Regions from separate parts of the Sus scrofa genome. Here regions 2, 3 and 4 are each linked to region 1. Evidence: chromatin contacts called from public HiChIP or PLAC-seq and promoter capture Hi-C data. All regions are on one chromosome and are shown on one strand. Each heading gives the region's core, a stretch centred on a gene start, on an enhancer-like site or on the middle of the called end of the contact. The rest is flanking DNA. Distances are from core to core; before and after follow the strand shown.

Evidence for each region. Promoter capture Hi-C pulls out the DNA fragments that hold promoters and counts their contacts. HiChIP or PLAC-seq counts read pairs in DNA pulled down with a chosen protein or histone mark.
Region 2: an H3K27ac HiChIP or PLAC-seq map of alveolar macrophages shows a contact between it and region 1. The contact joins the promoter of MDM2 here to the promoter of MDM1 in region 1. A contact is called at or near these places in 1 of 5 promoter capture datasets (liver) and 2 of 2 datasets of contacts at active chromatin or transcription factors (alveolar macrophages and skeletal muscle).
Region 3: a promoter capture Hi-C map of fetal liver shows a contact between it and region 1, with 3 times the contacts expected there. The contact joins the promoter of SLC35E3 here to the promoter of MDM1 in region 1. A contact is called at or near these places in 2 of 5 promoter capture datasets (fetal liver and liver) and 2 of 2 datasets of contacts at active chromatin or transcription factors (alveolar macrophages and skeletal muscle).
Region 4: a contact with region 1 is called in an H3K27ac HiChIP or PLAC-seq map of alveolar macrophages. The contact joins the promoter of NUP107 here to the promoter of MDM1 in region 1. A contact is called at or near these places in 2 of 5 promoter capture datasets (fetal liver and liver) and 2 of 2 datasets of contacts at active chromatin or transcription factors (alveolar macrophages and skeletal muscle).

Annotation. Positions count from the first base shown.
Region 1 is chr5:32,669,220-32,676,438 of Sscrofa11.1, reverse strand. It overlaps MDM1 (nuclear protein MDM1), which reads left to right and starts at 2,815. Exons shown (of 16, transcript XM_013997708.2): 1 at 2,815-2,991; 2 at 4,013-4,127. The coding sequence starts at 2,974. LOC102164628 (a long non-coding RNA gene) reads right to left here and starts at 2,609. Exons shown (of 4, transcript XR_002344013.1): 1 at 2,487-2,609. It overlaps LOC102164543 (a long non-coding RNA gene), which reads left to right. Exons shown (of 3, transcript XR_002344012.1): 3 at 1,249-1,541.
Region 2 is chr5:33,102,994-33,110,212 of Sscrofa11.1, reverse strand. MDM2 (MDM2 proto-oncogene) reads right to left here and starts at 4,495. Exons shown (of 11, transcript NM_001105303.1): 1 at 4,140-4,495; 2 at 3,322-3,406; 3 at 58-132. The coding sequence starts at 3,402.
Region 3 is chr5:33,046,548-33,053,766 of Sscrofa11.1, reverse strand. It overlaps SLC35E3 (solute carrier family 35 member E3), which reads right to left and starts at 4,574. Exons shown (of 5, transcript XM_003126366.4): 1 at 3,914-4,574; 2 at 2,966-3,076; 3 at 1-66. The coding sequence starts at 4,315.
Region 4 is chr5:32,986,451-32,993,669 of Sscrofa11.1, reverse strand. NUP107 (nuclear pore complex protein Nup107) reads right to left here and starts at 4,009. Exons shown (of 28, transcript XM_021091969.1): 1 at 3,768-4,009; 2 at 1,697-1,788; 3 at 791-877; 4 at 51-166. The coding sequence starts at 3,775.

The sequences.
Region 1 (7,219 bases), core at 1,566-4,065:
AACTAGAATCCTACAGATGGACATTGGAGCTGCTTCCAACTTTTGTTACTATAAACAATGCAGTAAACAACATTAAATGAATTGTTTTTTCACATATGGGCAAGTATATCTGTAAGTTAATGTATAAAAGTGGAATTGCCGGATGAAAGCATTGCCAAATTGCGTTTATAGAGGATGTACCAGTTTAGTCTATCACATGCAATAAACAAAGTCTATTTGCATGAGAAACAGAGAGATCAAGAAAGGGAAGAGGGAACCAGGTGTGACACCCTTAACTCAGTAAGACCACCTTACTTAACTGGAAAAGAGAACACAGAATGGGATCCATCACTTGAGGAATTACGTTCTAGCTTAGACTCCATGGACTTCACTTTGCGCCCTCTAGAGAGAAGGAAGGCTAAAATATAAGAAGAATAGCTAAGACATTTTGGTGCTCATTCAATAGAGGGTAACACAAAGAATGTACCTTGTCACAGATCCCCAGTAGGGTTGAACAGCCTGAGGAGGTTCCATGCTGTGCCCCATGGTAACTCAGTCCCTAGTAAATGTTAGTGGCAGGCAGAGGGACACCTAGAGATGTGTGGTTATTGGGAGAAGTGGCAGTGTTGCTAAGCAAACTATACGTGGTCACTGTAAGCACATGTGAGACACTTCCTAGGGACTCCCCAGAACACCTAGGTGGAACTGTGTATGGTCCGTTTTCTGCAGTAGCCCAGAGTGGTAGGACCTGGTAAACACAGGCTACAAAACTCTCATTTACTGAGGTAGGCCCTTTTTTTTATGTCTACATCTTTGGCTCATAAACAGGATTTTGTTATGAGTAATAAAGTAAAATATTCTTTTTCCTTGAGTCCTTATAGCATATCTCAGCAAACTTAAGTCATGACGAAGTCATTTTTTTTTTTTTACCATCTGCTGTTTGGTTTTCTTGTCATTTGTTCCTTGCTCAGCAGTTATCATTGCCCTTGTTTGGCAGGCAGGCCACATTCTACATACTTGCTTTTACTGATTTCACCTTAGCAATAAGTGGTAACAAAGCTGTGTGTACAACCAGGGCTGTGTCTCTCCCACCCTGTAAGATCCAGGCTGCTATCCTGCAGAGGATTTTTGTTTTATGTTCCACTGTGTCTTGTTTGTTCCAGTCTTAATTTACACGACAGAGATGCTGTCACCACCAATTAACATTTATCAAGGGCCCCCTAGATGCATGGCTGCATAGGGACTGATTTAATATTCTCTTTGTTTCAGATATCAGGTGGCTCCTTCAAATGAATTTTTAAGTATCTCAGTAATGATGAAGAACAGAGACATCAATTAGGATTCAGAAGACAGGTCTCTGTAGAAAGTGCTTAAAGGAGAGCATCAAGGATTGGTATTAATATTTAAAAGTTTACAAGAGGGTATCCTTTTCTTCAGTCAACAAATGAAAAAAGTAAAATGAAACTGCATCCATTGTTCCTGGAAGAAGCCTGGCAGCATTCCATTCAGACATCTAACTTTTGATTGTCCCATTTTCCCTTTTTTTTTTTTTTTTTTTTTGTCTTTTTAGGGCCACACCCACAGCATATGGAGATTCCCAGGCTACGGGTCCATATGAGCTGTAGCTGCTGGCCTACACCACAGCCTCAGCAATGCGGGGATCCACGCCGCGTCTGTGACCTACACCACAGTTCAAGGCAACACCTGATCCTTAACCCACTGAGCAAGGCCAGGGATCAAACCTGCCTCCTCATGAATACTAGTCAGATTCATTTCCACTGAGCCACGACAGGAACTCCTCATTTTCCTCTTTACTTATTTTAGTTCTTCTAATCTTTAAGGCTCAGTCTGAATATTTCTTCCTGAGGCTTTTTCTAATCATCTCTGCTCTTAGGGATGCCTCCTTCCTCCAATCCCTATAGCCCTTATCATTTATACCTCTCATTTGGAAATTTAGCACATGACATACATTGTACTATCACTAAATAAATGTATATAAATGTATGTTCATTGTTCCCAAGCATATTAGAGAACTATCTGGACAATTTATTTCTTTCCCATTGTCAGGGCAACACAGCCTTCTGTCACTGGTATATCAATAAGAAGTATTTATTGATAATGATGGCAAAAGTCTGTAAAAATTAGGTGGAATTTTATTTTATAAAAAAAGGGTGAGAGGAGAGGCAAGGCTGAAGCTTCGTAAGTAAAGACTCACAAGCATTTATCAATAAAAGTTTTCTACTCTAGGAGCTACATGTACCTCTTGAGGTGGGTGTCGTGGGAGGCAAGAACATCACTGGAAGTCAGCAGTTTGTCTTTCAAGATTCAATAAAAAAAAAATTTTTTTTTCTGTCTGCCTATATTTTCTGGCTTATTCCTTTTGATGTGACAGTAAATACGGTAGCGTGGTTGTTACAGAACTGATATCAGAAGAACAGACCTGAATATTTTCATTTCATAAAAAGAAACATCCCATTCTGTCATACATGGTGGAAATATGAACACACCTTCTTGTTTTATGACGTAAGAGCCTGAGCCCAGCGAAGCCGGTGACACACCCATCTCCGCGGCAGGCAGACCCATTGCTGCGCGGAGGCCGCAAACTCCGGCGCCATCGACCTCTTCTCAGAACGAAGCTCCCGCGGGGCCCCGCCCACCTCGGTTCCGAGAGCCTCATTGGCGGGCCTTCCGCCCGCCATCTCTATCAGCTCTCGGGATTCGGTTGAGGGGGGCCCTTCCTCCTTTCGGGCACTGATTGGTCGAACTTAATGACGGCACGGGTTCTCCGAGCTTCTATTGGTTCTTAGGCTGCAAAATGGGCGGGGAAAGGCAGAGCGACAGGGTTCAAGGAAGGACGCGCCGAGTGCGCCGGCGCGTAGTCGGGGACGCCGGGCCGAGGCTTTTGCTAGGGAACCTACTGTTTTCGCCCCGCCCCCTCGGGGCTTTTTGTCCCGTTAACTGTCGGAGTGGCGGGGGCTTCAGCCGCCGGGCGACATGCCGGTGCGCTTCAAGGTGAGGCCGGGGTCCCGGGCCCGAAGACTGTTTGGGGTGTTGGGGCGGGGCGGGTGCTGGGCGCCAGGGCCTCGATGGCTTTTTGGGCCGTGCCCCTCGGCCCCGCAGAGCCTGCCTGCTCCCGAGCCTGCTTGTCACCATCCTCTGGAGGAGGCTCGTCTCCTCTAGCCTAGCCCCATCTCCACTCACACGCACTTCCGAGTTGCCGAGTAGAAGAGTTAGATGGTTTGAGATAGATTTATTTGGGGGGCGGGGGACTCAAGAGACGTGGAGATGGAAGGAGGGCGCTCTATAATGGGAACTAAAGTGACTTCAGATTGGGACAGCTGTGGACCACGTCACGGCTTAGCATTTAGCACTCCTCCCCACTTCTTTTTAAAACTTTAAAGTGCCTATGTCCTTTAAAGCCTTGAGAAATGAGAGCTTGACTAGATAGAGTTTAAGAAATACACATTATGCATAGTTGTGCGTTTAAGGTTTGTTAGAAATACCAGGTAGCTAGTAACTGTCAAGCAGCTTTCAACACAGCAGTTGACCCAAGTATTCCACAAACCCTGTCTTCTTTTATCTTGAGAGTTTGTATCCAGAATGGGAGGGAAATTTGTCTTTTGTTGGTTGACTTTACAAAACGTCAAAAGGGTCTAGACATAATATATAATATTGTGTATTCGGTGAGGATAGAGTAATTAGGATAATTATAGTGATGAGGATTTAGATTGTCACTCGTTATCAGACAAGAGCTCAGGCTTTGGCATCAGACAGCAGCAAGGGGGTAACTGCGCTGAGCCTCAGATTCCTAGTAGCATCTGCCTCAAGTGATTGTGAGGATTAAAGGATATAACACTATGAACTGCCTACTGCAGGGCTGGATAAATATTAGCTATTATTAAGGAGCTCTTCTGTGTTTAATTATCAATCTAAAGTCTTTCAACTCTTTTTAGAGGTTCAGAAATTATTTTTACTGATGTCTAAAACAACTTTCATTAATTGCCTTGACCTCAAATTGTACTTTGCATTACAGGGGTTGAGTGAATACCAGAGAAACTTTCTGTGGAAAAAGTCATATTTGTCAGAGTCCTATAATCCCTCAGTGGGGCGAAGGTACCCATGGGCCGGACTTAGGTCAGATCAATTAGGTAAGTCAAGCAACTAATTGGGGTTAAGTATGCAAAATGATTTATTAAAAAATTAGGAAGCATTGTTCAGTTGGCCTGTTTGACTTACTTGTTTAACAGATATTTTTTGTGAGGGTACTGTAGGCTGGGACTATTCCAAGCTTCTGGGGATATAGCCTGGAACCAGACAAAAACCCTTAACTGTGGGGGAAGACAGCTTATTAAATAAACCAGGGGATTTCAGGTTGTTATATAAAATTGTAGTCTGGTGTGATAACTTGGAAGAGGGGTGGGTTGGAGAGAGTACACTTTAGAGTCAGTGGTCAGGGAAGACTTTTGGAGGTGATATTTGGGCTGAGACATGAAAGCTGAGGGTGCACAAGTGTGGGAGGAGACCTCCCAATGTCTTGTGGAATGGAAGCTTAGCTAGTTAAGCAGTTTGTCCAAAGTTCACAGCTAGTAAGTGACAGAACCATGATTTGAAATCAAGTCTGTGTTGCTTAGAGGCCCCATTCTTGTCATCACACATGCTTCCTACCTGTCTCCCAAGGAAGTCAGAGCCCTTAGCCAGGGTTTCCCAGAGCATGGTAGAGGGGGGAAAAGACAGACTGACTCCATTCAACGTCCTTGCTTAATTCTCCCTCCCTATAATCTAAGATCTCTGAGAGCAGGGCTCTGCCTGCCAGTCTTCACTTCACCACTTTGTTTCCACCCAGTACATGACACAGGGCCTTGGCACACTCTAGAGCTTACTTTTGAATGAATGAAGCTATGTTTGAATCCACATTTGCTGTGTGACTTTGGGCAGATTGGGCCTGTTTCATCAAGTGGGACTTGGGAAGCTTCTCACATAGGTCTGCTGGGAGGGGTGTCTCAGTGCATATATGCAGATGAGTGCTTGGTGCCCTACCTGTGACATGTGTGAATGTGCCAGAATGTGTGGTATATAAGTTCCTCAAGTCTTAGATGTTTGAAGGCAAGAAAAGAAAGACTTACAAGTGAGGTGCCAAGATTGAGAAATTAGACAATATTTCCAGGATTAGGTTTGGGGAACAAAGGGAAGAGCGGACTAGAGTGGGTGATTCTTTTAGGATTCCTCTTAAGTGTCAGCATCCTTTGCCCAGAGCCTGGCTTCCAAGACTGGCTTTCCCCGCATCTTGGGCAGGGTGGTGCTCATAATCCTTTCCAAATGACCAAATACTCCACAAATTTGAGGCTCCATTAGATTAAGAATCCCAAAATAAATCTCTGAAAATGTGGCCAGCCCACTGAGGCCCAAGAGGGATATAATGACACTAGGGACTTGGTTAACCACATAGTTGCCCCCATAATGTTTTGGCTCAGTTTGCTACATTTGAGGTAGGGGTGATAAAGAGAGACCCTGGAAGCAAAGCCACTTTGGAGTATGGTACATTTTGAAGGAAGGAGTGGTCCAGATGGAGGGATGTTAACAGGAAATATTAGGTAAGGGAGAGGAGAGGGGCAGAGTGAGAATTCCAGGTTGTTCAGAAACAGAGGTGGGAGTCTAGCAAGGAACAGTAGCTGTACAAACCTAGGACTGGCTGGACGTTTTGTGTGTATTTTTCCTTATAGCATGTTTTTGGTGGTGCTGGGAGCCAAGGGTGGACCACTTGAGAGTCTTCTCTTTTCATTTTGCTCTTTTTCTACCAGCCCTGCTTTGTGTTAAAACAGAGATGTCTAGGGCTGTGGTCTTCAAGCTTTTTTGCTTTCATACCCGCTAAAAGTATTTAGAAAGTCTCTATATTGCTTCACATTTTTAAGTTGATGTTTAATTTTTTAATCCTAAGTGTAATGAATAGTTTCAAAGGATGTAATTTCTGGCATAGCAAATATTTTGTGTATGTATTTTACATATATTTTGTTAAGACTCTGGAGCTGCCAACTTAGCTCAGTTAATGTAAATATTCATCATTTAATGGTTAAAGTCAGTCTTCATGGCAAGCTAATGAGGTAAATTAGAATTATTTTCTCTGAGAAAAAAGTCTAACTTTACTTTTTGGTTCAAATAAATGTGTCAATATGCATACATGCATTTCACATGATGGTTCCCTTACACCTAAATTTTAATTCTAAGATATGTGGATGGAGAAGGTGTGGAGCTGGATGAAATAAGGCACCATTCCTTTGTTATTTCTAATCTCTGCCTTCTTTGCTTTGCTGACAAATATTCTCTCTTAGGAGTTGTGCTTTCTTGAACTGTCCCTCCTGTGTTCCTCCCCTCCTATGATATTTTTTAAAATTCCATAGGGTGATTGAGAGGCATGTCTTTTCTCTTGTGAAATTGGAAAGGGGTGCTTACGGAAGGAGTGGTGAGAGAAGAAACTGCAGATGGCAGACATAGCCCTTTGGCAGATCAGTGTCAGGAAGTAGCACGTGTAGAAGTTTGGATCTGGAAAGAAATTCCCTTCAGCTGCCCTTTTCTGCTTCCCCCTTGGAATGTTTTTATGTGCCTTCAGACGCATATGCACCCAGTTTGAAGACCATCGTCTAGGGGAGACTTTTGTAAGAGTGGGGATCCTCTGTTCAATGGCCACAACATCCATGACAGAGGCTAAAGAACTCTGGTTTTACTTTACACCAGATTGTCTGTCCACCTTCCCTTCCCTTCTAGTCTTAATCTTTCTTTTCCACCCTGCACAGTTTTCTGTTTAAAGAATGGCTCCAAACTAGGACAGTGTCTCAGTGGCTGTTGTTCCACACAGCTCCTCTTACCTGGTTAGAAGGTTAAGTTTTTTGGACATTTTCTTGCCCCACAGAAATATAGAGAAATAGTATCTTAGTTCTTGTTAAAAGGGCTTATTCTCTCTACTTCTCAGGAACTTAAGGCAAATGGAGAACCAAGATCTAGCATAGTGACATCTCATCCCTTCTCATCTTGGTCTGCTCTGCATAAGAGAAGCTTTGTGAAAAGTTCCAGATTTTGGCAGTACCAGGACCCATTGTTCTGTTAAGTAGCACAGGAAAGTAATTAGAAACGAAGGCAACACATACCACCTGGCTTGCCAGGTCCATCACGTTGCCCTTCCAGTGGCTTGTGTTAGGATAACTCGAACATTGTGACCCAATTTAAAATTATGGTCAAACTTCTGGTA
Region 2 (7,219 bases), core at 3,246-5,745, 430 kb before region 1:
TGCTTTAAGTAACTAGTAAGACATTAAGTTATTTTTTTAACTCTTAATTCAGCTTACCTCTTTCATAGTATAAGTGTCTTTCTGTGCTCCAACAGACTTTAACAACTTCAAAAGCAATGGCTTTGGTCTGACCTATAAAGAACAAAGAGTTGCTATTATACTTCCAAACTATTCCAGAACTATAAGCCCTGCAGGAAACTTGTCCATAAAGAATTTCAATACAGGTAGCAGACACAATGCTTAACACTCTCATAAGGTTAGACCTTGAGAAATGTCATAAAATGTTTTCACTAAATGTAATAATAATAGACTATATAAACTGAATACCAGACTGTCTTTGGGGGATCTAATTATTATGCAAATAATCACAGAATATTCAAGTATCATCAGTTGCAATCAAAAACAGTATCCATGCTAGGGCAATGAAAATTATTCTTTTTCTTCCAGCTATTCCTATTATCTGCTTATTACCCTACTAACTCAACTGTAAATGGACTACCCAAGACAGCATTTTTCTCCCATTGTAATATGCTGCCTTTTTAGTTGGTCTACTTAACAAACATTTACTGAGCTTCTGCTATGCACCAGACAGTGCTGGATATTGCACACACACACACAAAAAGACAAATAAGACATGTGACCTGTATTCAAGGAACCACCCAACTAGATCAGGAGTTAATTTTTTCTTTATAAATACCCAGATAAGTATTTCAAAGGTTTTCTCACAGAAACATAAATAACAGGTAAACCAATGTGTGTGGCCGCATTTCAATAAAACTTTATTTACAAAAGTAGGCAACAGGCCAAATTTGGTCCATAGGCTATAGTTTGCCTGACTCTGTTCTAGAGGCTTTTAAAGTTTTACTGAGAAATAACTGGCAAGAGGGCAGGGCTATAATGTGTTTATGCTCCTTGTCCTACTCTGCTGCTGTATCAAAACCTTGAAAACTCAAGTATCTGTACAGCTTGCCACCCCTACACAGACTGGTGTCTCTGTATCTCCCTTTAATATATTCCTGTCCCAACTTCTGAAATCTGACAGCAACCCAGTTTGGGAATCTAACTCTTAAAACTAGATTTAAGAAAATTGCCAGACATTCCCTTGTGATGCAATGGGTTAAGGATCCGGCATTGCCACAGCTGTGGTGCAGGTCACAACTGCAGAGCAGGCTCCATCCCTGGCCTGGGAGCTTTCACATGCCACAGGTGTGGCCAAAAAAGAAAAGAAAAAAGAAAAAAAAGAAAATTGTCTATTTCTAGCCAATCAACAGAAATATTATTTAGTAACTGAAAAATTTAAAACACAACAAATGTAGTATAAGCCATTAATTGTTTCGATCACCCATTTTTTTCTTAAGTGCTTATGTATGCATTTTACTTTCAAGCTATTCAAAAAATGAATTCGCCCAAAAAACATAAAGTTAATTTTTTTCTCCTAAAATTTTATATATGCTATATTAACTTCAAACTACATAAAACAACTCAAAGTAAAAAGCTGCACTAGAAAGCCATTAGCTTCTATTAAGACTTAGAAGACACACATTCATAACTATGAGAAAGAATACCATTCTTTTTTTTGGTCTTTTCTAGGGCCGCTCCCGCGGCATATGGAGGTTCCCAGGCTAGGGGTTGAATCAGAGCTACAGCTGCCGGCCTACACCACAGCCACAGCAACGTGGGATCCAAGCCGCGTCTGCAACCTACACCATAGCTCATGGCAACACTGGATCCTTAACCCACTGAGCAAGGCCAGGGATTGAACCTGCAACCTCATGGTTCCTAGTCAGATTTGTTAACCACTGCACCACGATGGGAACTCCAAGAATACCATTCTTAATCTTACATTTAAGAACAACAACAAAAAATTCCAGATGAGAAAAGACCTAGATGTAAAAACCTTAAATATTAGAATAGAGTAATATATTTGTATAATCTTGGTATGAGAGTTCTTCCAAAGCATGATATGAAATTTTAAAAGCCAACAAAAGTCAAACTTGACTTTATAAAAATGTTCTCAATGAGAAAAAGACCACATAAGCAAAGTTTAATTACAACATTTGTAAATGATATAAATTAAATACACTTGAAACACAGAGAATACAAATTACTAAGAAAAAAATACGCCTAAAAGAAAAGAGTGAATAAGACACAAATCCCAAAAGAAACAAATGACAAGATGCCCAACCTCACCAGAGATTAGGGAAATACAAACTTAAACAATGATATAATATCTTTTGCCCCAAAAAAGGCAAAGTAATAATAAAGTGATAATATCCAATTTTGGCAGAGGGGGGAAAACTATTACAATCTTTTGGTTAGCATGTTATCAGCAGCAATGAAATGTGTACAATTAGGACCCAGGAGTTCTATGTGTATAAAAGTCTCTCTGACAGAAATATTCACATAACACTTGTGTTAAAGACATGCGCAAAGCAGCACTATCTGTAATCATCAAAAACTAAAGGTGGGAGTTCCCAATGTGGCGTGCAACAGGATCAGACGCATCTCAGGAGCACTAGGATGCAGGTTCCATCCCCAGCCTGGCCTGGCACAGTGGATTAAGGATCTGGCATTTCCCCAGCTGTGGCACAGGCTGCAGCTGAAGCTCAGATCTGATCTCTGGCCTAGGAACACCATATGCCAATGGGAAGACAAAAACAAACAAACAAAAAACAACTAAAGGCAATTTAAAATCGATCATAAATTTTAAAATGACATACTAATACTACGGATTAGCATACAGCTGTTAAAAAAAATTCTGCAGAGTTTACTTACTGATAATAGATGCTATTTGCCAAACACCTTTAATCCCATTATAGTAAAACATAAAGAACACAGATTAAAACTCATATGTGCATATATTACATGGGTATGCACACAAAAAAGATCTAAAAAGGAGACATGGTCAAAAGAGAAGACTGGAATTTTCAGTTTTTACACTGCACTTTCCTGTAATGCCTGTATCTTCACAAGCATGAATTATTTCTGTGACTTTTAGAAACCATTTTAAAAGTTAAATACTGATAGGTCAAAATAGAAAAAAAATATCCCTCAAAAAATAAACAACTTCAGCATCCATGCTTAAGAATGTAATGAAACTAACTTCTAAATCCAGTGTGGTAAAAAGCCAAGAAGATAAATACTGAGTCTGACAGTTAACTTTTGCTTGACAACTATGCCTGAGTGGCAGAACTTAAGCAATGTACCGCAATTTTACCTAAAGAGCCAGGCTGTCATTGGGTCTATGGAATTTAGCTAATCACCTTATAAGATTTAAAAAAAAAAAACTTTTGACGTTACACTGGAGACAAAAATACCAACCAGGGTCTCCTGTTCCGAAGCTGGAATCTGTGAGGTGCTTACAGCACCATCAGTGGACACAGACATGTTGGTATTGCACATTTGCCTAAGAATAGGGAAAAAAAAAAAACACGATAAAAACTTGAAATAATGAAACACCTGTGAAAAAAGACAAAAATCATATAAAAAGGAGACACATAATGCTTTACTCAAAGTAAAGCCCTTAGCAAGTGGGTCCTCACCTGGATCAGCATAAAGTACTTGCTACGCGTTGAAGACCACAGGTATCGCTCTCCAACAGCCACTGAATACAGCTGGGGAAAGGCACGGTTTAAATAGCCCCAACTGGAGACAAGTCAGGGCTTAGCTCCTTCTACTGCAGACTTAGGAACTTGTCCGAACTTGACCAGCCCAACAGGAAAAGCTGAGTCAACCTGCCCACAGAACCAGCCCAGTCTCGCCCAGACTCAGCTCCCGGTTCATACGAGCTACCGAACAGGCACCTGTCATTACTTTGACCCCCGGCCGGGAAGCTGCCGGCCGCCAGGCAGCGCCCCCCGCACACGTGACCTTTATCCCAGCTGTCGGCGGAGCCCCCCTCCCAGCCCCCCCCCGCTCCCCCCGCCCGCTAGGAGCGCCGGCCCGAAACCCCGCCCACCTCCCCAGCGACGCCGTCCTCGGCCCCTTCCAACAAAACCTTCACACACCCACGTGCCCCGAGCCCCCCACCACGAAATGCACAAAGGCGCCGTGCGGACAGAGGCGAGGGACGAGAGCGAGTCGGAAGACCCAAGTCACAGAGCAAACCCAGAACTGCCCACACGCTTCCAGGTCGATACCTGCAGCTCGCTGGGGTTTTCCGCTCCTGGAGTCGGGGGGAGTCCCGCGAGGTTCCCCAGTTCCCTTCACGGGGTGCCCCGAAACCCGAGGCCCTGGGCCTCGGCTACCATTCCACTCGCGAGGCCCAGGCCACCGGGGCACTCGAACGCACTAGGTCCGGGGAAGGAGGCTCCTGGCGGCGTAAGCGGCAGGACCTCGATCAGAGGGGTGAGGGCTACCCCTCGGCCTAGGCTTCTTGCTCCATTTTCTTTCCAGTCACACCGAGCCGCACAGGCCCCAGAAGGTGCCGAGCTGGCTGAAGTGCGCCAGCTGCGCGCCCCCTACTGTCCGAGCCCAGCGCGCCGGAAGCCGCGGCCCATCCGGCCGTTTGCGCGCGCGTCAAGGTTCCACCGCCTCCGCCCACTGAGGGCGGGGCTGGGGCGGGCTGCCTGGAGAAGGGGGCGGTTCTGAAGCTCGGCGCTCGGCCTGGGCAGCTGGAGAGGGGCGAGTTCCCTTGGGTTGAGCTCCGCCCTGGTCTTTCCCGCCACCACCTGGTTCCGCGCGCCAAGCTTGAGACTATCCTTCTGCTATTTTTGTATTTCGTGTGTTTACACCTCCCCACTGCGGTGGAAACTCAGGCAGATGGGTATCTAAGTGCTGCTACCGAAAAAGAAACCAAATTTAACAGCTGTGTGATATATTAAGCCCGCACCGCCAGCTGCTGGAGTTGTATAAAAATGACCTATTTCAAAACTTTTTTAAAAGTATGATTAAAAATAGCACAATATGGGCTTGCTCAGGGATGTATTCAATATTCTAGCCGGAGGAATAAGACTCGTGGTTACCGTTACAGAAGGGGCGGGAGATAAAGAAGGGTCACTTTCTACTTTAAGCGTTTAGAATATTTAGGTTTGTTTATATAATGTATGCATTCACTCCCATTAAAAATATCTATTTAGGCATTTAGGAGTTCCTGTGCTGGCTCAGCCATACCAAACCTATTATCCATGAGGATGCAGGTTCAATCCCTGGCCTCAGTGGGTTAAGGATCCAGCATTGCCTTGAGCTGTGGTGTAGATCAAAGAGGTGGCTCAGATTTGGCATTGCTGTGGCTGTGGTGTAGGCCGGCAGCTGCAGCAGCTCCCATTCGACCCCTAACCTGGGAACATCTATATGCCACAGATGTGGTCCTAAAAAGCAAAAAAAAAAAAATCTATTTATATATTAGGCACTCAGTACTGACTCACTTACTTGCCACTTTTGGCACATAGGTGTAGCAGTCTCCGAAATGAGCCAGGACACGAGAATTGAGCTGGTACAACCCAAAAAGCAGTCACTGCAAAGAACAGCTTCTTTTTGGGCCAGGAAAAAGTGAGTTCTTTATGAAGGAGGAATTGTTTAATAAAATTATCTTTCCTGGAGTTCCCTCTATGGCACATGGGTTAAGAGTCTGACTACAGCAGCTGTGGTCTCTGCCCAGGCTCGGGTTCAATGCCCCCACCCTTTGCCCAAGTGAGTTAAAAGATCCTGGGATGCCACAGCTATGGCTAGCTCTGATTCAATCCCTGGCAGGGGAATTTCATATGCTGGGGGTGGGGCCATTAAAAATAGTGTATCTTTCCCTTCTTCCATGCCCTAGCCTACTAGAAAGGAATCTTCCTTAAACATAGTGGTCACTTAATTGATTAATTTAATTGCTAATCTTATCTTCAGGGATCTGGTTTAGCTCAAAAAAATATCAGATCAAATATAGTGAGGTTTCTGGTTGTAAAAGGGTATGCTTGCCGCAGGATAAAAGAAAATCTCAAGAAATGGAGAAAATAGCATGAAAAGATAAATTATGCAACTTGGAAGGAGCAGTTAGTTATGTGCTATACGATTTCAAAAACAGAGTTGCTCAGCAAATATCTGGGCAGTTCACAAGAGTCTCAGAGAGAATCAGACAATATCTTGTGCCTTGAAGGATAGTAAGACAATTTAAGACAGAGGAGAATATTCCAGGCACAAGAAAAATATTACCCAAAAAGTCCAGAAGCAAAAAAGTAAAGGGCTGTTTGAAAAAGAGGAAGTAAGTTTGACTTGCATAAAAACCAAGAAAAAGAAAAAAAAAAATAAGAAATTGAGGTTCCTTAAATTTCAAGCAAAGGAGGCGTTCCTGTTGTGGTGCAGCAGAAATGAATCCGACTAGTATCCATGAGGATGCAGGTTCGATCCCTGGCTTTGCTCAGTGGGTGGGGGATCCGGCCATGCCGTGAGCTGTGGTGTAGGTTGCAGACGCAGCTCGGATCCCACACTGCTGTGGCTGTGGTGTAGGCCTGCAGCTGTGGCTCTGATTTGACTCCTAACCGGGGAACAACTTCCATATGCGGCAGGTATGGCCCTAAAAAGCAAAAAAAAAGAAAGAAAAGTCAAGCAAAGGAATCTGGGCTTTGGACAGTGTAGGCAGTGGACAGAGGGGGAGGATATATGCAGGTAAAATTGCTTGAAACTGTTGTTAACGGCACCACCATGAGCAAATTTATAAGAAGTCTGGCCAGCCTCCTCTGGACCAACTTTCCCCCTTCTCTTTGGCCCTGTTTTGAAAAAATCCTCTTGGCAGAATTAGTAGAGGAGAAACAAAGGACAGAATGGATAGGATTAGTCCTTTTCTAAGGAAACCAGAAATGAAAGGCAGAAATGAAGGAAGAGTGATGGGATTTAGAGTGTTGGGGGAAGAGATGGATGAGGCAAGAAATCTATCTTTCAAGGAACTGATAGTGAAAATTTACTGAGAGTACCAAGCACTTCCCAAGGCCCCTATGGGTGAACAAGGGGTCATACTCTGCTGTCCCAAAACCTGGCAGGATGACACTAAATTTCTAGCCAAAGAGAATAATGATATTGCTGACCAAAAGTCTGGAGGAAATGAAAAGTTGAGCAAGTTGCTGAGTTTTGGATGATGAACCACAGAACAAAGAGTTCAGTGGTAGAAAATGTGGAATTGAAGTGCAGGCAGGAGACAGAACTATCAAAGTCATGGCTGGCTCCATGCTTAAAAAACCTGATGAGGCGTTCCCGTTGTGGTTCAGGGGAAACAAATCTGACTACTATCCATGAAGAT
Region 3 (7,219 bases), core at 3,325-5,824, 380 kb before region 1:
AGGGGCCTGGTAGTACAGCAGCTGCATTGAATTTACTTGCAATTCATGCTGTTTGGCTCCTACCCACTGAGAATGAGGAGAGAGAACAAGTTAGGCAGGAAGAAAGAGCATCACTCAATAAACAAAAGCTGTAACTCTAGCCATAAAGATGGGACTGGGGGGCAGGGCTGGGGAAGAAGAAATGCCTAATGGTTCTACCAGATCTCAAAGATCAATAATATACATGAATATCCTTTAAGCACCCTGGATGAAAGGAGCTTTATAAATTCAATGTCTGATCATCTACTTTCTTCTTAATTATAAAGGAGAAGCAATATCCTCTCCTCCCTCCTGAACCTAGCAAATGGGGAAAGTCGATGCACACAGGGCCCCACAGGCATCTTGGGAAAATATGGTAGGAATTGAGATGCATAAGCAGAATAATATTTAAAAGCAAGATAAGCAAGACTACAGATACATGGAGTTCCCGTTGTGACTCAGCAGTAATGAACCTGACTAGTATCCATGAGGATGCGGGTATGATCCCTGGCCGCACTCAGTGGGTTAAGGATCTGGCGTTGCTGTGAGCTGTGGTGTTGGTGGGAAATGGGGCTTGGATCCCGTGTTGCTGTGGCTGTGGCATAGGCGGGCAGCTGCAGCTCCAATTCAACCCCTAGCCTGGGAACTTCCATATGTCTCAGGTGAGGCCCTAAAAAACAACAAACAAAAAATACAAGGAGTTCCCCTCGTAGCTCATCGAAACGAATTCAACTAGTATTCAGAAGGATGCAGGTTCCATTCCTGGCCTTGCTCAGTGGGTTAAGAATATGGCATTGCTGGTCGCAGGCGTGGCGCGGATCCCGAGTTGCTGTGGCTGTGGTGTAGGCCAGTGGCTACAGCTCAACCCCCTATCCTGGGAACTTCCATGTGCTGTGGGTGCAGCCCTAAAAAGGCAAAAAAAAGGAATACAGATACGGTATACAGTATCTGACTTCATTTCTTTCTAAAAATGACCCCTCCAAAATGATGACTGGGGAACAGGGTGGACTCCAACTAGAGATTGACAGGAACCTCTGTTATTCCAGGTGGCTGACAATATGTGTGGCTAGAAAGATATGTGAGGGGTTTTTTTTGCCCATACCTGTGGCATGTGGATGCTCCCAGGCCGGGGATCAAACCCGAGCCAAAGCAGTGACAAGGCCAAGTCCTTAACCACTAGGCCACCAAGGAACTACTCCTTATAAGGTCTTTTCGTTCATTTCAGAAAACCCAATCAACAGCAGAAAGAACGTTCCTTTTTTTTTTTTTTTTTTTTTTTTTTTAGGGCCACACCTGTAGCATATGGAGGTTCCCAGGCTAGAGGCTGAATCTGAGCTACAGCTGCTGGCCTACACCACAGCCACAGCAACGAGGGATCCGAGCCATGTCTGCGACCTACACCACAGCTCATGGCAATGCGGGATCCCCAAACCACTGAGCGAGGCCAGGATCGACCCTGCATCCTCATGGTTGCTAGCTGGGTTCGTTAACTACTGAATCACAAAAGGAACTCCTGGAACTTTCCTCTTCATGGCTGACTTTTCTGTGGATAACCCCCCACCAATATACCTCACTCAATAAATCAGATAATCACAAACCCTAAAAGACCAACACCCCAAAGCCTCAAATCCCATCGGTCCTCAAAATGCTTCACAAATATAACTAAAAAGGAGGCTTTAAAGAAAGCTTGACAGGACTATCCCTGAATAAGACCTGGCAAGAACAGCCAGGCTTTTGAATAAATGCTCCTATATAATTCTTTTCCCTGTAGGTCTGGATATCCTGTTACATGAACTCAAAGTTGATAGAAATTCACCAAGACAAAAATAGAAGAGCAGGAAATCTGAAGCCAGCCTCAGTAAGAGTCTTCTATAACTACGAAAGACAAAGAATTGATTCTTTGGCTTGGGGCGGTGGCGCAGGGAGCAAAGATGAATGTGGAGGGTGTACGCACGCCCCTCCCTTGCTTCAGCAGCCTCTCTGGGCAGCTGTGAGTCTTTGACACAGAAGGGCCTGGAATGGTGGTGACCCTCAGGCCTCCATGCCCTCAAAGCTCACCTGAAGTGCTTCTGAAGTGACCAGGACCGGAATATTTAAGATGCTAAGGCTAAATTTAAAATTAAACTCCTAACATGCATAACAAGAACACCTTGGTTTATAACCAGGGGATGGTTGTGAAAAAAGTAAAACTGGCTACACGTTTTGGCTCCGATTCCCCATGCAAGCACATCAGAAATGTCTAGTCCAAGGTTTTCAGTATAGAGAAAATACTGTTTCACTGTACCCTACCCTGTCCATTATCCTCCCCCCCCCCGCCCTGTATAAGAAACAGACAGACAAAAATACTTGTTGAGACTTTATGGTAATGAAGTAAGTGAATCTACGTATAAATTTCCAATAAATGCCTCCTACAGGCAAGGCACCGTGTTAGTGCACGAAATGAAATACCCATAAAATACTGACAGAGACAAATGATTAGAAGCAATATACAAGCTGTAACGGCAGCATATTTTTGAGGCAAAGATTTATAAATGTGAAAGTTTCCTTTCCTCTTCAAAGTTTTGAACATGTACTCACTCCTTCACAGTAATGTCATAATTAAAGAGTGAATGACAAATATAACCAATGAACTCCATCCTCAAGGAAAAAGTCTTACTACTCATTCTGTAAAGATGTCCCAGAAAATAATATAACATCACCCCAAACCCAGACTGTTAAGCATGGGTGTCATACACTTACAAACAGGTAGGGAGGCACTTGATGAGCATCCTACACCCAAGTTTCTCTGTCTCCTTTCTTCTCTTCACCTTGAGTCAGACAATTTATGCAATTATGCTTTCTTTCCAACAGTCTATTGTCTCTATACTGTATTTTTAAACCTTGGGATACAGCTTCAAAATTTATGCAATCTGCTAAAAAGGCACATAAAGAAAAAAAAATTACCAACCACTTGATAAAGGGATGTAACTAAAACACCAAGAGCAGCAAACACCATTCCAAGGAAATTAAACTTCACATCGTAATAAGAATTTAGGATTACACCTAAAGTTATAGGAATCTGTAAAGAAAAAGAGGTAAATGTGTTCAGATTAAATTCATGAGACATAAAATTAGTATCCCTTTCACCAAGTCTTACAAGGTTAATCACGAAAACATCCCTAGGAAACAATGAACTTCTATAAATTTTTTTTCCATTTGAAAATCTTATTTCTTCAAAGTGAAATAGGAAATTTCTTATTTATATTCACATTTAATTCTATTTAAAATTCCGGGTAAAATTATGAGTCAATGCATTGCACATTGCAAGAAAAAAATACATGTGTGCAGAGAGGAGTAAAATGAAGGACCCCAAAACTAGTGTCTAAAGAATATATAAACCAAAACGTATAACAAAAGCATTAAGATTTTGAATATTCTAAGTTATGACGTTCTGAAATTATTTTAGCCCATCTTCTTTTATTTAAAGACGTAGAAACCTCTGCAGATCGTCGCTGCAGACATACCCTGAGACATTTTATGCTAAACCTCTAACGTTTATTATAAACGTTTTTCAGTTTGAGCTTTTGCAATGAACCCGATACACTCATTTGCACCACTCCATACAGCTTTCTTTTCTTACCCATCATACATAGCATTTAAGGATCAAACCATAGTTATTAAAACTCACACAAGCACACTCTAATGGGCTAAAATCCCAATAGAGCGCCAAGATGGCTTTTCTCCACCTTCTCCAATATAAGCCTTAAGTTCACATGCCCAGAGATGACTCATGTGTGGATTTCAAGATCATGGGAAAGAGCGTGGCTCAAGGTTAACCATTCGAATTTCCCGGGGAGAAAGACAGTCCAGGAGGTAGGATGTTGGAGGAGTGCCTCGCCAAGCTGAAGCTACTCACCAGCGTGAGCTGTATTTTGACAGAGAAGGTTTTCTTGTAGAAGAGGGTCTGGATGACTATGATCACCGGTGTGGTCATGGCCTTAGCCAGCTGATAGGTGCCTATGGTGTTGTTCTGCAGAGATAAATTGGTGAAGACCACGAAGCCACAGAAGCTGAGCGCCAGGAGGAGGAGCTTGGAAGGCGGCAGACTTTTGGGGGCAAAGATGTCCAGCTTCTGGCAGGCATACAAGCCCAGCCAAGTGACCACGAAGTGCACCAGGGTCAGGCTCATGTTGGGGAAGCCGTGGTGCACATAGATCCATTTGTTGAGGAACACGATGCAGATGGACACCAGCAGGTTGAGCAGGAGTCCGGCAGCGATGCGCCCGTTGCCTCGCACTCGGTCCGCCAGCGATGCCATGACCCCCACGAAAGCTAGGGCCCTTCAACCTCCGAAAGGGGCGCTGGGACTGTCTCTGGCTGCCTTTTCCCTCCTCCTATGTTGCCGGGTCTCCGCAGACGCCGGCCTTACTGTCCAGCCGGGTAGAGACATGCAACCTTTGGGTCTCAAGCGAGCAGCAGCCTCAGCAGTGCACACACGCTCTGCCGCCGCCCATTCAGTCAGTGAGGACGCGGCAGCACTTCCCGCGCGCCCCGCCCCCTTCCGTCCTCGGCCACGTGACTCGGGGCGCCCGCGCTTCCGCCCTCGAACAGTGGTCGGAGCGGCGACTACCTGCGCAGGCGCGTTGAGCTCTGGGTGCTGAGAACTACAACCTTGGTACCTTTCCGGATTGCCAAAGCCTGGTGAGGCCATTCTGGGACCGGTTTTTCGATGTGTGACATTCCCCGTGTGTCAGTCAGGTAGACTTGCTAGACACCGTTGGTGCTGAGCAAATTTAGACTTTACCAGACAGGGGAAAGCATTACTTACCGAAAGCATATTTTTAAACATTTTATTTTAAAAATCCAAACATCCAGGGTAGATATAGTACAATGAGCTGTCATATATTAGTCATGGTTAGTAACTATTCAGATTTTCTTCTCGAATCAAAGTTTGGCTTCTTATTGTCCTAAGAGTGTCCATTTTACTTAAACGTTTTAATATATTTTGTCAGAGTTGTATATAGCAGTCTAACATTTTAAAACTAATTTCATCTGTTGTTGCATCACTTTATTTATTCTAAACATTATGCATTTGGGTTTTATTGTCCCTTGATTAGCCTTGTGGGGTAACTATCTATTTTCAAAGATTATTTCTGATTTTGTTTCATTATTTTTTTCATTTTGACTATTTTCCAATTCCTTCCTTCCTCTCTCTCTTTCACCACGCCCAGAGCACATGGAGGCCAGGGAGCTAGCTGGATCCTTAACCCACTGTACCACAATGAGAACTCCTCCCTCTAATGTCTTGTTCATTATTTTTACTTAAAAAAATTTTAATGGTGTACCCTTGTGGCTCATCAGGTTAAGGATCTGGCATTGTCACTGCTGTGGCACAAGCTTGATCCCCGGCTTGGGAACTTCTGTATGTGGGTGCAGCCAAAAAATTAAAAATTAAAAAATTTTTAAAAGATGAATTTAAAGCTGTGAGTTTCCCCCCAGAGAATACATTTGCCCAGTCTCCAGGACAAAGTAATCGTTTCATTGTCCTTAATGCCTTAGTCTGCTTGACAGTTTTAATTTCCTCTTTAAGAATTATGCAAATACTGAGCACCTGCTTTGTGCCAGGCGCTGTATTTGGCACTTGGGAGATAATGGCAAGTAAAACCAGACCAGATCCTTTCTCATAGATGTTACTAAACAATTACAGTTGATACTAAAAAGATTATAAGCCATGAGAAGTGTTCTGTAACAAAATATGATCCTATAAACGTATAATCACAGAACCGGATGTAAATTTTAAGAGGAAGAAATGGTCAAGTTGTTCCCCAAGAAAATGACTCATACAGGAGTTCCCGTGGTGGCGCAGTGGTTAACGAATCCGACTAGGAACCATGAGGTTGCAGGTTCGGTCCCTGCCCTTGCTCAGTGGGTTAAGGATCCGGCGTTGCCGTGAGCTGTGGTGTAGTTCGCAGATACGGCTCGGATCCCACGTTGCTGTGGCTGTGGTGTAGGCCAGTGGCTACAGCTCTGATTGGACCCCTAGCCTGGGAACCTCCATATGCTGCAGGAGCGGTCCTAGAAAAGGCAAAAAGACAAAAAAAAAGAAAGAAAATGACTCATACAGTCTAGCTTTCCTAACACAGTCTTCCCAGTATGCTTTTCTTCCTATCATGCCACCAAATTCTACCAATTCCTGCTGTAGTGGGTGCCTTTTCAATTTTTTTTATAAGTTTCTTGTATTTTGTTTTTTCCCCAATATGATTTTTTTTCCTACTGTACAGCATGGTGACCCAGTTACACATACATGTATATATTCTTTTTTCACCATTATCATGCTCCATCATAAGTGACCAGACATAGTTCTCAGTGCTACACGGCAGGATCTCATTGCTAATTCATTCCAAAAGCAATAGTTTACATCTATCTGTTAACCCCAAGCTCCCAATCCATCCCACTCCCTTTCCCTCCCTCTGGGCAACCACAAGTCTGTTCTGCATGTCCATGATTTTCTTTTCTGTGGAAAGCTTCATTTGTGCCATATATTAGATTCCAGATATAAGTGATATCATATCGTATTTGTCTTTCTCTTTCTGGCTTACTCAGTATGAGAGTCTCTAGTTCCATCCATGTTGTTGCAAGTGGCATTATTTTGTTCTTTTTTATGGCTGAGTAGTATTCTGCTTTTCAATTTGATGATATATTGCCATCCTCTCTTCCAGTCTGGGTCTACAGAACCCCAACTGTTTAGTGATGTACCAGATGTTTACCCTTACCTGCTCCGAAGTTAAGAGCCTGTGCCTTAATTAGTCTACCTTCATTTAGTCTACTCAATTCATCACCTCCTTCTGGGTACAGATGTAGACTGATAATCTAAGCATGATGATATATGTATAGGGACACCTGCAGCATATGGAGGTTCCCAGGCTAGGGAGCGAATCTGAGCTACAGCTGCCGGCCTACACCACAGCCACAGCAATGCAGGATCCAAGCCGTGTCTGTGATCTATACCACAGCTCACGGGAATGCCAGATCCCCTACCCACAGAGCGAGGCCAGGGATTGAACCCACATCCTCATGGATATCAGTCAGATTCATTTCCGCTGCACCACAATGGGAACTCTGATAAATTATATTTCTATCATTCCTCTATTTTTCTTGTAATATTTGAAAATAGTTAAAATATGAACTCTGACATTTGGGGTAAAATATAAAAGTATCTAGT
Region 4 (7,219 bases), core at 2,760-5,259, 320 kb before region 1:
CATTACCGCTGAGCCACAACAAGAACTCCCAGCCCTATTTTTATACATACCATAGACAGATTTCCCAAGAACCCAGAAGACTGTGTAAGCCGGGGAGACCTCCCTCCAGTTCCAAAAATGCTGGAAGCATCTGGTTGCCTTAGTAAGCTTCGGTTTGGTGGAGTAACTACAAGCAAGAGGTTAGTAAAAAGAATTCAAAGTGCATGAGCATCGATCATGAAAACATGAAAAAACAGAGAATAAATAATTTCCATTTTTCAATTACTTAGATTCTAACCAAATGAATAACTTTCAATATTAACATTTCCATGATATGAATATTTAACTTATTTTTCTAAATACCCAAACTTTTGGTATTACTGAAACTACCAGGAAAAAATTATTACTGCAAACAGAGATGCTTTCATTACAACATAACTTAGCATTAATGAAGGACACTAAGGAGCCCATGACTTTGTCGAAGCATACGACAACTACAGTCTAGAGGGGAAAGATGTGGAGTAAGCAGATTACAGTTTGAATTTTGGTCCCATTACTTACATACTAAGTAGCTATGTTATTTGTAGGAATCAGTTTCTCTAAGTCTCACTTTCAGTTTTGGCAAAACAAAGATAATACCATGTCATAGTTATTATGTATCTATGTAAGTACAGTGTCTCACACATGGTAAGAGTTCAACAAAGAGTAACTGCAATCATTATTTGTTCTTAATTATTGATACTGTAGCCAAAGAGAATGAGATGCTATTATTATTATTATTATTAAATGCCTTAAAAGCAAAACAACTTACAAGGTGGTCGAAATGAGCTGGGAGTTCGGGGAATAACCTGGTTTCTTGGTGTAGTATTAGTAAAAATTTCATCTTGGGATGCCCGAACTATAGGAAAAAGTTAAGTAAAGTTTTCCATGTAGAAAAGACACCATTAAAGTTGGAATGAACCATATTTAGACTAAACAAAGTATGTAAATTACAATTTTTAAGAACATGCTATTTTATGGCTAACATTGTTCCTGTGCAAAGAACAAACAATTCCCTTTCCCATTTAAATTCATAGTTATGAGTCTTAGATTTCTACACATTGAACTAAGAGATTTCAAATAATAAAAAAACAATCTAGGAGTTCCCGTCGTGGCATAGTGGTTAACAAATCTGACTAGGAACCATGAGGTTGAGGGTTCGGTCCCTGCCCTTGCTCAGTGGGTTAATGATCCGGCGTTGCCGTGAGCTGTTGGTGTAGGTCTCAGAAGTGGCTCGGATCCCGCGTTGCTGTGGCTCTGGTGTAGGCTGGCGGCTACAGCTCTGATTCGACCCCTAGCCTGGGAACCTCCATATGCCACAGAAGCGGCCCTAGAAATGGCAAAAAGACAAAAAATAAAATAAAATAAATTTTTAAAAATTAAAAAATAAAAATAAAAAATAAAAAAACAATCTAATTTCAGCAGAAGTTAATCACAATATGATAGCAGTAGAATGGAACATTCCTATTTTCAGGGAAATATGAATTCCACTGAATTTCAGCATTATATTTACCAAATAACATATGTGGGGAGTTAAAGAAACAAAACCAAACCTATTTTCCACAGCATTTTATTACTATAGCTAGTGCTTAATATCTCTCATAAAAATAAAATTCTATTAATTCTAATTCCAAACAAGTTGCAATTTTTATTCTGATGCTTAAAATGCAAAGGATACTTAAAACTCTTTTTTGGGCACTCTGTTTGCGTGCAGTCCGAGTCACCTCTGCCTCCCGGATCACAGGGGATAACATCTCTCCAAAGCCACTCCTAAAATTGCATAATCAAGTTCATGTGAATGAAATGAGAATGTAGTATTTGCAAAAACACATTATCGTCATGATTGGAGCAAAAGACCCTGAGTCAGTCAAGGTGTAGATCACCTCAGTAGCCAAGTCTTTGATTTTTTTTTTCTTTTTGGTCAGGCCTGGGACATGTGGAAGTTCCCAAGATAGGGATCAAACTCGTGCCAAAACAGAAACAATGCTGGATCTTCAATGCACTGCCCCACAAGACAATTCTCAAGTCTTTGATATTTGTGTTGACAATACCCTTCTGGCTCCAAATCCTGCTTATCCTTCAGAGTCCTGCTCATATTTTACTTGTAAAAAGACTTCTTTGACTTTCTAGCACTTGTTATTTTCTCCTACGGAATTATTAACACTTGGAATCTAATCTAGATTATAACACTGTTTTAGATAATTGCGATCGTCGTACAACTATAAATGTAAAATAATTCATTGAGTAGTAAAAAATAAATTAGCAATAAAATATCTAAAACAGTGATCAAAACTTTAAAAAAAAAGATAATTGCTTCATGAAGGTAAATCTTTTTTTTTTCTTTTTTTTTTTTAGGTAAATCTTTTCTTATTGGCTTGAGGAGGTCCCTAAAATTGAAGGAACTATCTCTTAAAGGGATTTTCTGTTGTCTCTAGAATACTCCAAACCATGGGTACAACTATTTGAGCTGGTGACTTGGGAGGCTAAGTGAAAAAGAATTCTAGTAAAGTGGAGAGAATGACCCTTCGAGTTATTTCTCCCCAGAGTACACTAAGAGTACAGCGCTACTGTAGTCACAACGCCCCTGTCATTCTCCACCCAAAGTCTAAAAATATTGTGCGAATTATGAGACCTGTATCTTAAGACTCTAATATGCATTTCCTCTACTTAAAATCTTCAGATAGCTATCTGTGGCCTACAGAATCAAATTCAAACTTTCAAGCACAGTTTTTACAATTTGATTCCAGCTTACCAGTTCAGGCTTATATTCAGCCACAAACATCACTCCCATACAAAGCTACAGTGAATGTGACCATTCAACTATCCTTTCATATCCTTACACTTTTGTACGTATTATTTCTCTTACAGAGGCCTACATTTGTCTCCTTGGTCTACCTGGTGAATATTTACTTATCAAACAGCCTCCTGGAGTCTGGACACACACAGATCTAGGTTGGTGTCTTGGTTCTCTTATCTGTTAGCTTCCTAACTTTGACCAAGTTCCTTAACCTCTTTTAGCCCCAGTGCTACCTATGAAAAGAGGATCGCAGTAACTATCCTCATAGGATTGTTAGGGAGATTAGCTAATAAAACATTTAAAGCGTACTCATTGTAGGCTAATGTTATTCAAAGACCAACTAGAAAGTTATCTCCTTTGAGAGGTCTTCCGCATACCTTCCAGGACAGGGAGACTTCCGTGCTCCCTCATTTCTCTTCCCAAAGAGCAGTACCAAAAACACCACTTTGTACCGCTCGGTTGTCTCCTCCACTACGCATTCTCCAAGGCCAAAAAGCTTAAATAACTCATCTTTGTCGCAGGTGCCTAGCATAGAGCCAGTGTCACAGAAAGAACTCAATACAGTTAACTATGTGATGCTGCAACTTGTAATGAGAAGGTCTGGGCTGAGATCCCAGTTCCGTCACTGACTGGCTTTGTGATCTCCGGCAGGTAATAGCATCTCGAAGGCCGGGCCACCTCCTACCCCGCCCACCCCAGGAGGGAAAACTGTTGCGCGAAAGTGAACAGATGGTGGAGTCAAGCGGAAACGCAGGGGATTATCATTATCCTTATCCCTCCCAGACCTAGGCAGCCTTTCTTCCATCAGCTGTAGTCCCCCAGCCCAGAAAAGAAGTCCCGGGTCAGCATCCGGGCCTTCCTCGGTTTCCTCCGGGAGTCGGGTTTCACCCATTTCGTTCCTCCAACGGGGAGAGACAAGTGTCCGAGCCCAGCCGTCATCACCAGAACTAACCTGTCCATGGCCACGGCCTTTTCCAACGAGAAGCTTATAAACTCAGATCCAACCTAGCCGCCGCGTTTCGGCCTTCCCGCTCTCCGGAAGCAAACCCTTTGACCCGGAAGCATAGCCTCGCTAAGCCGCTGTAGGAAAAGAGTTGAGTAGCGGGCGGGGAGAAAAAAAAAAAAAACAAAAAACCAGCTCTCCCCTTTGGCGCATGCGCAATTTCTTTTTGCCAGGGGCAGGCGGTTCGGTTTGCGCAGGCGCAAAGGTGTATCTTGTGGTCGACCCAGCCGGGCTCAGCCGGGCAGGGCCAGGGGCGGGGCAGGAGGCGGGACCTGACCGGGTTTAGTGGCGCTGCTCGGCCGCCCCTTTGCCTGATTGGCATTTGTGGGCGTGGTCCAGAAGTAGGGTTCTCCTACTGGGATACTTGACTTGTATTGATAGTTCAGAAAAACGTGAAGTCATTTCCTGGTATTCTCTACGAGAAACAGCCCAGATTTGGAATTGAGATGTGCAGGCTCTGCTCTACACCTCGGGGGTCCGTGTCTCTCTCTTCTTGTACTCATTTTGTTTGAACTGTAGTGTAAACCCCCTACAGGTTTTGAAATTGTTTTCTACAATGGCTATTTGTTCTTCACTTGCTATTTTTCCCCATTAAAGAAAAAAGAATCACTTGTCTTAAAAAGCATGAAAGATGATGGTATTGCCTTCTATTTCAAAGTGCCGGATAGGCAAAAGGTAATATATTCTGGCCCTGAATCAGTGGAAGTTTGGCGAAAGGCATTTACATTATGCTCTAATCCTGGGAAACGTAGTTCCCAGGAAGACGTCTTCATACCTAATTCCCGCTGAGACGACGTGGGGTTTTAAGAAAACGTGGCTTTGGGCTCCAGCTAGGCTCAGAACCCCTGAGCCGCATATTTCTCATCTGTGGAAAGGAGATAACGCCTTTATCACTGAGTTCTTGGGAGGATTAAGAAGCGATGTCCAATGTGCATTGCATACAGCACTCATCGAAATGTTAATTTTCTCCTCTTCCAATAACAGCTTGATCCCCCCCACCAAGTGCTCTCTTGTTTTTTTTCCATCTATGAATTTCCTTGTACAAAAGAGCATTTGTTCTTTTATGGAAACTGAAATGTGGTCTTAATGGTTTTTGGTCAGGGCCAGAGGCAGGTTTATTCAAACTATGAACCAGTGTTTCAGGTTCTTGCTTTGTGTCCTCTGGCAAATGAATTCCAATGTTTGTTTGTGTGTTTAATTTTTAGTTGATTTACAACGTGCCAATCTCTACTATGCAGCAAAGTGACCCAGTCATACATACATATATATTCTTTTTCTTATATTAATCTTCCATCATGGTCTATCCCAAGAGATTGGATATAGTTCCCTGAGTTATACAGTAGGATCTCATCCAATATGTTTTATTCATATAATATACTTGAAGTGTGTAAGGCACACAATAAAAGGGAAGAGCAGTTTGGGGCATTAACTCGGTGTTTAATTCAAGTGAAAAGAGAGAATACTTGTGGAAAAGTGCGCTGAGGTTCATTTTGACATGATTACCAAGCATAAACACCTTACTACCCTTAAATGTATCAAGATATATTCATTTTATTGCCTTAGAATTATGTGCAATGAATTCCTTGTGTGATGCATATCATACACATTCTAGCTTTAATATTAGGGTTCTTCTTTTCAGTGACAGAAATTCACTAGGGCTAACTTAAGCAAAGGGAAATTGACTAGAAGCCCATCACTGAGCTCATGGAATTAAGAAGCTGGTGGGAAAAGCTTGGGAAAGCAGACTTGTTCAGGAACTAAAGACCGGGGATTTAGCCATCCCCAAAGCACTCAGACTTGAACTACTGGATTTGGAGGAACTTTTCCTCTCCCTCACCCCTAACAGCTGAGGAAATCAAACATCATTATGTTTTTCCTCCTCCACGACATTTATTTTTATTTATTTAACCTCTTTTTAGGACCGCGCCTGCGGCATATGTAACTTCCCAGGCTACGGATAGAATCAGAGCTACCCCTGCCAACCTATGCCACAGCCACAGCAATGCCAGATCCAAGCCGCATCTGCTCAGGGCAACACCGGATGGATCCTTATCCCACTGATCGAGGCCAGGGATTGAACCTGTGTCCTCATAGATACTAGTCAGGTTCTTACCACTGAGCCGCGACAGAAGTCTTCCACTCCTTTTTTTTTTTTTTTTTTTTTTTTTTTTTTGCCTTTTCTAGGGCCGCTCCTGCGGCATATGGAGGTTCCCAGGCAGGAGTCTAATCGGAGCCGTAGCCACCGGCCTATGCCAGAGCCACAGCAACGCGGGATCCAAGCTGCATCTGCAACCTACACCACAGCTCACGGCAATGCCGAATCCTTAACCCAGTGAAGGAGGCCAGGGATCAAACCTGCGTCCTCATGGAGCCTAGTCGGGTTTGTTAACTGCTGAGCCACGATGGAAACTCCTTATAGTAAACATTTTAAAAAACATTTCAGGAAGCAGGTTTTTTTGTTTTGTTTTGTTTTGTTTTTTAACGTCCCTTCTCAGTCACACTTCTGTTTGGTATATTATAAATAGCTGGTTAGCGGTTTTCTTAGTATAGATCCAGCAGATGTAACTATGACAGAAAGATAAGAAAATAGAGGCAAATGGAGAAAATTAAAGAATTCTATGATCCCATTAACTATATCTGACCACAACCACATGAGAGACTGTCATCAAAAATCATCTGAGGAGTTCCCGTCGTGGCGCAGTGGTTAACGAATCCAACTAGGAACCATGAGGTTGCGGGTTCGGTCCCTGCCCTTGCTCAGTGGGTTAACGATCCGGCGTTGCCATGAGCTGTGGTGTAGGTTGCAGATGCGGCTCGGATCCCACGTTGCTGTGGCTCTGGCGTAGGCCGGTGGCTACAGCTCAGATTCAACCCCTAGCCTGGGAACCTCCATATGCCGAGGGAGCGGCCCAAGAACCAAGAGACAGCAACAATAACAACAACAAAAAGACAAAAAAAGACAAAAAAAAAAAAAAAATCATCTGAGGAGTTCTCGTCACGGCACAGCGGAAATTAATCCGATTAGGAACCATGAGGTTGCAGGTTCAATCCCTAGCCTCACTCAGTGGGTTAAGGATCTGGCGTTGCTGTAGCTGTGGTATAGGCTGGCAGCTGTAGCTCCGATCAACCCCTAGTCTGGGAACCTCCATGTGCCTCAGGTGCAGCCCTAAAAAAAAAAAAGGAAAAAAAAAATCTGAAGGAGGATGCGGTGTAGGTCAGCAGCTGAAGCTCTGATTCTACCCTTAGTCTGGGAACTTCCATGTGCCTCAGATGCGGCTGAAAAAGAAAAAAGAAAAAAAAAATCTGAAAGATCGCAAAATGTTGGTAGTGGTTGTCTTTGGTGAGACTGGATGACCTTTGTTGTATTGTTATTTAGTTCACTGTGCCCTTTTTTTTTTGGC